Linked DNA regions of Zea mays: all the other regions are linked to region 3. Evidence: chromatin contacts called from public Hi-C data. All regions are on one chromosome and are shown on one strand. Each heading gives the region's core, a stretch centred on a gene start, on an enhancer-like site or on the middle of the called end of the contact. The rest is flanking DNA. Distances are from core to core; before and after follow the strand shown.

Evidence for each region. Hi-C and Micro-C count contacts between places; a contact is called where the count stands out from the background.
Region 1: a Hi-C map of endosperm shows a contact between it and region 3, with 2.2 times the contacts expected there. The contact joins the promoter of LOC103649954 here to the promoter of LOC100277754 in region 3. A contact is called at or near these places in 2 of 25 Hi-C or Micro-C datasets (ear and endosperm).
Region 2: a contact with region 3 is called in a Hi-C map of tassel, with 2.2 times the contacts expected there. The contact joins the promoter of LOC103649951 here to the promoter of LOC100277754 in region 3. A contact is called at or near these places in 2 of 25 Hi-C or Micro-C datasets (ear and tassel).

Annotation. Positions count from the first base shown.
Region 1 is chr3:35,992,521-35,995,530 of Zm-B73-REFERENCE-NAM-5.0, forward strand. LOC103649954 (protein TPR1) reads right to left here and starts at 1,703. Exons shown (of 25, transcript XM_008675649.3): 1 at 1,263-1,703; 2 at 27-206. The coding sequence starts at 1,342.
Region 2 is chr3:35,603,269-35,606,199 of Zm-B73-REFERENCE-NAM-5.0, forward strand. LOC103649951 (GPI ethanolamine phosphate transferase 3) reads right to left here and starts at 1,586. Exons shown (of 22, transcript XR_563819.4): 1 at 1,191-1,586; 2 at 1,070-1,104; 3 at 864-985; 4 at 657-746; 5 at 420-539; 6 at 234-317; 7 at 67-144.
Region 3 is chr3:35,830,081-35,833,132 of Zm-B73-REFERENCE-NAM-5.0, forward strand. LOC100277754 reads right to left here and starts at 1,801. Exons shown (of 3, transcript NM_001367298.1): 1 at 1,331-1,801; 2 at 943-1,214; 3 at 209-796. The coding sequence starts at 1,525. The coding sequence ends at 370. It overlaps LOC103649953 (importin subunit alpha-1a), which reads left to right. Exons shown (of 11, transcript XM_008675648.4): 11 at 1-105.

The sequences.
Region 1 (3,010 bases), core at 453-2,952, 160 kb after region 3:
AAGTTTGAAATATGAAAGAACAGTACCTATCAAGCGCTTCCAAATACTTCTGCTTCCTGATCTCAAAGAAGATCTTCATCGAATACCTATTGTCATCTACCTTGGTGAATCCTGACAAGTATCTCTCCACCTCATCCCACTCCCCAGCATGGACCTTCTCCTCGAAGTACTTCATATTGAAGAAGAACCCTGACTCTTGCTCAAGCCTACAACACAATGTGAAGTAGGGAATTATTACATGTAGTAGAATATCAGCCCACAGGCAATTCCATTTCTGGGATAAAAGAACGTGGTACAACATCAGTTGTCAAATTTTCTCATCAATCAACAGAATGGGTACACTAAAGAGCTCATAACTCCAATGGTCAAAACTGAAAAATATCGAGTAACCACTTAAACCAGCCAACCACAATGCAAGATTTGAGCTTGGAAGTGATCCTAAACGACCAACCAAGTTCATGGCATTTATTGTGAAAAAGATCAGAAGCCACAAAGTACAGTTCTGACTAACCAACCGTGTGTTTTCTTCGATGCAAAAATTTGGAGCAAGCAGAGCAGAGTGCAGAACACATTGAAAACAGAACGTCCTACAAGTTCCAATTGCCTGGTTGAAATGACGTAATCCAGCAACATTACCGTCTAGTGCGTCGTTTACTGATTATTACCCGCAGGACACGACAAGGGGACCAAAGCGCCAGTACACCAAACAGAGTATTGATTTATAAAACTAATAACACGAGATTCATTTGTTCGACGAAATTAAGTGAACCGACAGAGAAGAGGAAGCCCAGTGGACACAAGAACCAGCGATGGGTGTAGTGACCCGCACATGCAAGCTCTATATTCCAAATGCGCCCCTGAATTTTTCCGGAATATAAAAAAAGTTGAGACCTTGAAAATCGATTTTTGGCCTGATTAAATAAAAACATCGACTGTCACGGAGAAAAGCACGAGGGGGGATAAAATGTCTTTTGACCTAAATAGCCCCCAAACTTCCATGTTATTACACGGTTCCTAACAAATCGAACGAAGCTTGAAAAAACTTATTTTTTCCAGCAGCAACTCGTCGAATCCCAGAAAGGAAAAGAAACGACTTAAAAAAAAACAGAGCCGCGTCTGGCCGGATTCATGAGAAAAAAAAAAAGCGGAAACAGGCTGCGCGACAAATCAAATCCCCTAGAGCGTAGAGGAGCCTGATCTCCAACCACTCACCAACCCAAGGTAACCACCGGCCGCGCAAAGAGAGGGGAGGGTGTACGCACTTGTGCACGGTCTCCTTGAACTTCTCCTCGTCGAGGAACTGCAGGATGAGGAAGACGAGCTCGCGGCTGAGCGACGACATGGCAGCGGCGGCGGTAAGCCGGCCAGTGGTCGATCCGCGCGCCCCGGAGCTTGTCTGGCGCCCCCGGGTCCGGAGGGCGCGGTCCTGGTGGCTTGGCCGCTCAGGCGGGCGCGAATCCTAGGGTTCCGTCGTCGGCCCGTCTCTCGCGAAGCGAAGCGGAGGCGAGAGAGAAGCGGAGATGTGGAAGAGAAGGTTGGGGGAGAGAGAGAAGCTATGGTCTCGCTTTCTTCGATGCGTTGCAGACCTCTCGCCCTTTTCTCTCTCCCCACGCCACCCAGCACTGGCTTATCTGTGAGAAGCACATGTCCTTATTGATAAGTGGGTAAGCTTATTGATATCTGCACGTACTTATATGATAGGTCGAGTGCGGCGGAATCGAAAGGGCTGGGATTAAATCGGATGGATATTCGTGAGCTGGCGTCCGGTTGTGAGGGCGACGTGCGCGCGAGACATCGCCTCGCGAGACAGGGGAAGGGCGGTGCTGGGGCTGCCGAGACGAGACGACACGAGACTGGCTTGCGTTTCCATGCGTGGTTGGTTGCGGACTGCAGGAAGGCAGTTTACATCCATCGCGCGTCTTCTCGGATCAGCAGCGTGCCAGTGGGAAAACAGTGGCGCACGGCACCGACTGAAGGAGATGAGGGCAGGTACATCCTAGAGACACTACAACGATTTTCTAATACAACACGATGCTAAGTGACTATACCATAGTTTTAAACCTCTGGATCATAAATATAATTAAAAGACAATAAATATAAAAAAATTGTGAAGATACGTGAAGAGTTTGCCTCTTTATTTTTTTACTTAAGTCTCTAAAGACTCTTTAAAAAGCATCTAATAAAATTGTACATGTCCTAACTAAGTGCAGGTTCACGTGCCCTGGGATCAATAGGCAGTTGTCTGTGTGTGCGGTATAATTGTCCATGTTGTGATGTAAAGACTTTTTTCTCTATAAGTTGATATGTTTAAGTTTACTATAAATATTTACTATAAAAATATCTTAGTACTTATTATATATTATAAATATTACTCTCTTATTCTTCTTTATAGAGGTTTTGTCTTTTAACATATACGACTTATATATATATATATATATATATATATATATATATATATATATATATATAGACGTATTTTTGTAACCAGGTGCATAGTAACTATAAAATCCAAAATAATCCATATTTTAACAACCTTCTTGTTGGAGACTTGTTCTCAAATGCTATGAGTTAAAAACAAGGCAACACAAAAAATGTTAAACGTTAAAGTCCTTCGTCCTTCGAAGCATTATTTCCCTTGGGACATAATGATTTTCGGACGAAGGTTATGAAGGACATACCTTCATAAGCACAAGATATAATAATAAAGAAGAAATCATATGAAGTGTAAGAGATAACATAAACAATTATGTATTGTTATCAACTCATTTCTATTTTATTATTATGGAAAAATGGAAATGATATCAAATTACAAATGTACCTTCGGCTTGAAAGAAGGTAAGAGTACAAGTGTGACGCAAAAGCAAATGTCAAGTCAGCGTGAACAGTACGGGAGCACTGTTCATCTATTTATAGGCATGGGACGCAGCCCATGTAAAACTACACCCATGTCCTTTACATTTACTAATGACTCTATAGTAACCTATCGAGGTCTGAATAGCCTTTTCCTTTT
Region 2 (2,931 bases), core at 336-2,835, 230 kb before region 3:
GATAATGCTAAATGCCTCCTAAAAAGCACAAGAAGAGAAGAATAGTATATGCATGAGACAACTGACCTCCAGGATCTGATTGTATTGCTCCAACTTCTGGATCATCGGGGTTGAGTCAACACCAAATATATGTCCTGCATGGTCCTAAACAAAGTTGATCTCACAAGTTTCCAGCTAAAGATAAAAGGATGACAAATAGCAGGTAAGTCCAAATTGAATGCACAATAACTTACCACTCCAAGAAAATGTGCAATAAGAACATCCCAATCATTTTTGTGAAGAGATGGAAGCAAGTGCTCAATTACACCATTATCTACCTGGCATACAACCATAATTGATAATTCAGTCAAACTTAAAAGAAAGAACTAAGAGGTTCATCAAAAAACAAGAACAAGGATTTGATTGACAGAATCTCATACTGTGTCAAGGTCTTTAACATTAAAGGAAGGGTATGGGAATGACTTGTTGAAGTGTTCAGGGTACAGTTGTATCCATGTATCATCCCCCATCATGACAACTCTCTTTCCATTTTTAGCCAACTGGTTGATCCCCAAGGAACAGAAAACATCACATCATCATGGCTAGCAAACCAGCATGAGCTGTAGAGAAATAATTGGACCTAGTCGGTACAAAATTGAATGTGGGATGAGATGAACCTGATGCATTATATTATCTTCGACTATTGCAGGAGCACCAAAACTATTGCCGACATCAATAAAGGTAGGGAGTCCACCCGTGGTGAGAGCCTGAGCATTGAGTTTTAAAAGGATTCTGTTAAGCCCACGAAGTACCGTTTTGGATCACATTACAATATTTCTAGGAGAAAAAATTATATAATGATACGATTTGAATGTTAGGATCACCTTAAGGCGCTGGAGGCTAGTTGTTGGTGGATCAGCGAGAGCTTTGAAGATCCTTGAAGAGGTCTTTTCGTCGGCAGCAAGCTTCTGCAAAACGTGCAGCTTGTCCATCCACGGCTGCTTCTCTGCAGCAGATCCAGAGATTAGTTAATATATTAGCAGCGGTAACAATCATACAGTGAAGCGATTTTTTCGCTCAGAGTCACCACCTGCAAAAAAGGTACTCGGCGCCACGAAATCAAATCTGCGAGGCAACAAATTGCTAAACCGCATCAGCTATAAAAAAAAACGACTCGGTACGTGGAGTATGAGGGATCCAAATTGTCGCACCTTAGCGCGTCGAGGACGACAATGACAAGGCGGTCGACGGCGGCCGGGGGCCAGGAGTCGCACCCGGGGGAGACGTTGCCCTGCGGCGAGAAGTCGTCGCGGCTGCTGTGGAGGTCCAGCTCGGTGCGGGTGAGGAGGAAGCCGCGGGTAAAAAGGTATACTGCCAGCGAGTGGATCGCGAGGATCGCGATGAAGAGCAGCGGCCAGCTAAGGAACCGAGAACGGCGGCGGTGGCTCGCCGGCGGCGACATCACCTCCGGTGTCGATCTGGCGCCTGGTGGCGGGCGGCAGAGCGTAGGACGGTGAGAGGACGAGAGCTGATGGGTGGACGCGAAGTGGGCCTTCGCTTGTTAAGCCCGGGCTGCTGCCGATAGTGAAATTTAAAGATAGGCCAATAACCGCTGCACATTGATCTGTGCCGTTTCATAGCCAAAAGCCCATTTTCAGCTTAAGGGCTAGTTTGGATACAATTAACCTCAATCCACGTGTATTGAGGTGGATTTACATCATCTCAACACATATGAATTAGGATAAATACTAGAGTACCAAACAAAGACTAAAGACATGTTTGAATCCCATGAATTAAAACCAATATCTAGAAAATGTGTTCTATTTTATTATTATACTAGGTATATGCCCGTGCGTTACTACGGAATCAATACGATGAAATACATTAAGGGCTCGTTTGTTTCGTTGGAATTGAATTCTGTTTGAATAATTATAATTTAGACAAAACTAATTAAGTTCATATATTTATATAAGTAATATATTTGTATATTATCCTAAATCATATGATAGAGATAGTTATATACTACATTTATGTTATAGCGAAGCAAGTAAAAGAATGTGCTATAAGTTGTGCATCGGAAAAATAACATGTAAATCTATAAAATCAATTTCCATCTCTCACCACATGAATTTGAGATAGGCTTATATAATAACTCTGGAAAGTGGTGGAATGTCACATTCTAAAAAAATAGTCTATTCTATTAGTAAGATTCCAATTTCTCGAAATGAAAGGAAACAAACGGGACCTAAATGAAAACACTAATTGATGTTCTATTCTTTTGTTAGCATCACTAAAAGTGAATGTTTACATATCTTAAAAGATACAATATGACAAAATTTGAATAGCTTCATAGTGTACAGCTCTACATGGTTGTGTTTGTGAGGTCAACTGATAAGTGCGCAAATAGTTAAAAGTGCAGAGTGTGATGTGTCGGATGCTCAGTGAAGCATGTTACGTGCAGAGATACTAACAGGAAGAGCTTCATGAATTATAGAGATACTAACAAGAATAGCTTCTTAAATGGCGCCCCTTTAGCAAAGATACTAACATACTGCGGACTATACTAGGTTTGTTGCATACTCCTGGGATATGTGGTCTATTCTGCTACAACATTTAAGCATGAATTTTACTACAAACGAACAGACATATAATGGTAATATATATTTATTGTGTTTTCTGGTGGACCAAATGTTTACCTGAAACCATTGGATCTCGAGGCTTGATATCTCTGAAAGAGCTTCATTAAGATGTGTGTCGGTCTTAACTAAAGCACTGACTGTTGTCTTGTGAGTCTCCCTAAGTTTTTGGATGTTGTCTTGCAAGGCTTTATTTGCAACATCCGCTTGTTGAGCGATGGACAAGAACTCTGCAGTTCCAGATGCAAAAACTGATGCCACAGGCACAACACTGCTAAGGGCTTGTTTGGGTAATCTTGGACTGGAGTGGATTGAG
Region 3 (3,052 bases), core at 551-3,050:
GTATATTGCTCGGCCTTGCTTTACTACGGTCGATCCAACCTGTTGGAGGCCAAATGACTTATAAAAAGCTGTTGGCAGCTGCATTGTTGGCGGTTGGTGATAAAATTTGTAGGGAAAAATAAGGCGAAGGTTTTGACTTTTGAAGCCAAATTCAATTTCGAGTTCCACGCAGTAACGGAGGCTGATACAATGCCCTTTACAACTCAAATACAACAAATTTCCGCTCAACAGTTATGTGTTTTTTTTGACATTTACAAAGCAATACCTCGGTCCAATAAACAAATAAACTTAAACAAGGAGGCAAAGAATATAGCCGTAGTTGGGGCTGGGCGCTCCCGTTTGACGTTTTGGTCTTTCTGACTAGCCTTTTCACACGTCGAAGGCCTCCTTGGTGATGAAAGACGCACAGCTGGGTTGCACTTGGCACGGCGCCGCTGTTATCTCCGGCGCTCCTGGCGCGGACGGCACCGGATGAGGGTGTGGCCCGTGTGGGTGCGGCACTGGCGGGCGCAGGTGCTGGTGCTGGTGCTGGGCGCCCGGATGGGGAGCGCCGTAGCCGACGAAGTGACCGCCGCCGTGCTGGTACTGCTGTCCCCTCAGCCGCTGTGCCTGCACAGCTGTGATGTAGACCACGAAGCCGACCACGACGGTGATGAGCCCCAGGATCCCCGCTGCCGCGAACATCCCCGGGCGCACCCGGTGGCACACGGGCCGCGGCTTCCGCCAGTCGCTCATGTGGCCGGACTCCACGGCGATGCCGATCATGAGCATCACCTCGGCAAGCCCGAAGCAAATCCTGCGAGGACACAGAAATATATAGAGCATATCCTCTCATGCACTGCACACCGCGGGCGGCATTGCTGCGTTTCGGCGAGAGGCCGTCTAATCTAACTCTAATTTGGTGGGCGGAGTGGACAGTGGAGTGACTGTCGGCGTCGTTACCACGTGAGGAAGAAGAGGCAGCCCGTCTGCCAGGTGAGCGCGGCGGCGGTGGACGCGACGCGCGGGTGGTCCTGGGCGACGGCCATGCCGGCGGAGGCGGACTCCGGGGCGGCGACGGCGACCAGCATGTAGGCGTGCTCGGCGAACATGGCGACGGCGAGGAGGATGAAGGCGCCGACGGCGTACGCGAGCGCGAGGCGGCCGCTGCTGTTGTAGACGCACACGTCCAGCTGGTCCTTGCTACCGCCCACGCTCATGAGGTAGTGCGACACCTGCAGATCAGATGCGTTAATTAGGAACGGCCGGCAAGTGGAGTGATCGTGGGCTGGTGATGCCTGCCAACGTGGCTTTAGACGATATGCATGCATGATGGACGACGACGACGTGCCTCTGAGCGCGACCCCTCGGCGGCGAGGCAGAGGATGAAGGCAACGAGGCCGCAGAGCACGGAGAGCGCGACGAGGGACACGGCGACCTGGCCGCTGGACCGCGTGGCGCGCCGCTCCTGCGCCTTGCGCAGGGACAGGTCGTCGTGGGTCACGGCTGGCGGCATCGTCGTTGCTGCCGTCGGCGCCGCGTACATGGATGAAAACAACGAGACGTGCGGCGAGCTGTCTAACTAGGCAACAATGGCTACGAAGAGAAGGACCTGCGGCGAGCTGCTGGCCTGGTGTCGGAATATATGGGCGGGATGGATCTGTACGTAGGCGTACGTAGCGTTGGTGATGCACGGGCAGTCGGGCACGGCTAGCTACTAAGCTTGCAGGCGACGGCTGCGGGTGGATGCGGTCGGAGAAGGAGATGCGCACGCCGGGATCGAGCGTTGCATCGGCGGAGAGGAAGGAATTGTACAGCGCCGACAGCTGCGATGCGCGCGCGCGGCAGCGCCAGCACGGGAGGAATATAATCCACAGTGGGGGGAGCGTGGAATTCCCCGTGCCTTGCTGGAGGAGACATTCCGATTCCTCGCTTTCACCCCTTTCATTCACCGGCCCGGAGCTTCTTTTTAATCTTCTCCTTTAGCCGTGCCGCGGCACGGTCCGAGCTCGGACGAGGCGTCGTCGCGGTCGCCGTCGCCGTCGCTGCTGCGGTGCGTGCTTTTTTCGGGAAAGGGACGAAGGCGCTACGCCAACGCCATCGGGCAGTGCGCCTTTTGCGCTTTTCAGGGGACTTACGGGGGTACCTTCCGGCTCCGAAGCATAGAGACGTGGACAGTGTGTGGTGGCGCCATGGCGGAATAAAACGCAGAGCTAAGAACCAAGGAGAAGCAGTTTGTGATCTGTGTAAAGCCTACAGCTGTAGTCCCGTGCAGTTATATCCCCGGAGGTGTTACACGTACAAAGTGCTCCATCCGAGCTCATCATGTCACCTTTCCCTGCTGCACATATTCCGTTCTTCTTCAAGAAACCGCCCTTTTCGGGAGCTGCATATGGATACGAAATGGAGTGTAGGATAGAAATTGTTGGTGTCTTTTTAACCAAACACTAATGATTCCTAGGTCGTCCTCGTAGTGAGTTCGGACCTTGGGGATGATACCTAGGTTTTGTCCATGGAGGGTCAAGACCTAAAATGGTTATCCTGAAAATTGACATCACCTCTATAATGGCCACCACCTATTTGGGACTGTTAGCAACGAATCCTAGGGCCTTCTCGTGATGAGCAATACCTTGGGTTCGGCTCTACGAGGTGGACAACATGGCGGTCCGCGACGGGTTGCTTGGTGGTGCTCGCTGCAGGGGCGCGGACGGTCTGCGGCTCTAGGCCAAACGGTCCGTGACCTGACGACAAGAGCGACGCCTTTCCTGCGTGCTGTCCGGACGGTCCGCGATGGCGCAGGGTCGTCTTCTTCTCACCTAGATCCCGCCCCCTTGGGGAGAGACCTTAGGGTGCTCTGGGTCAGCAGGTCACCCGGGGCGTTCCCAGATGACGTAAAGTCGCCTAGAAATTAAGAGATCAATTCGAGGAATAGATCTTGATTAATCTAGACGAAGTAGATCTTGCCCCTCAGGAGGGGTAAAGATCATATGGCCGTCCTGGGGTCGGCAGGCTACCCCAGGACGGATCTAGACGACATAGAGTCGAATGGGGATGAATGTGGATATGCGGAAGG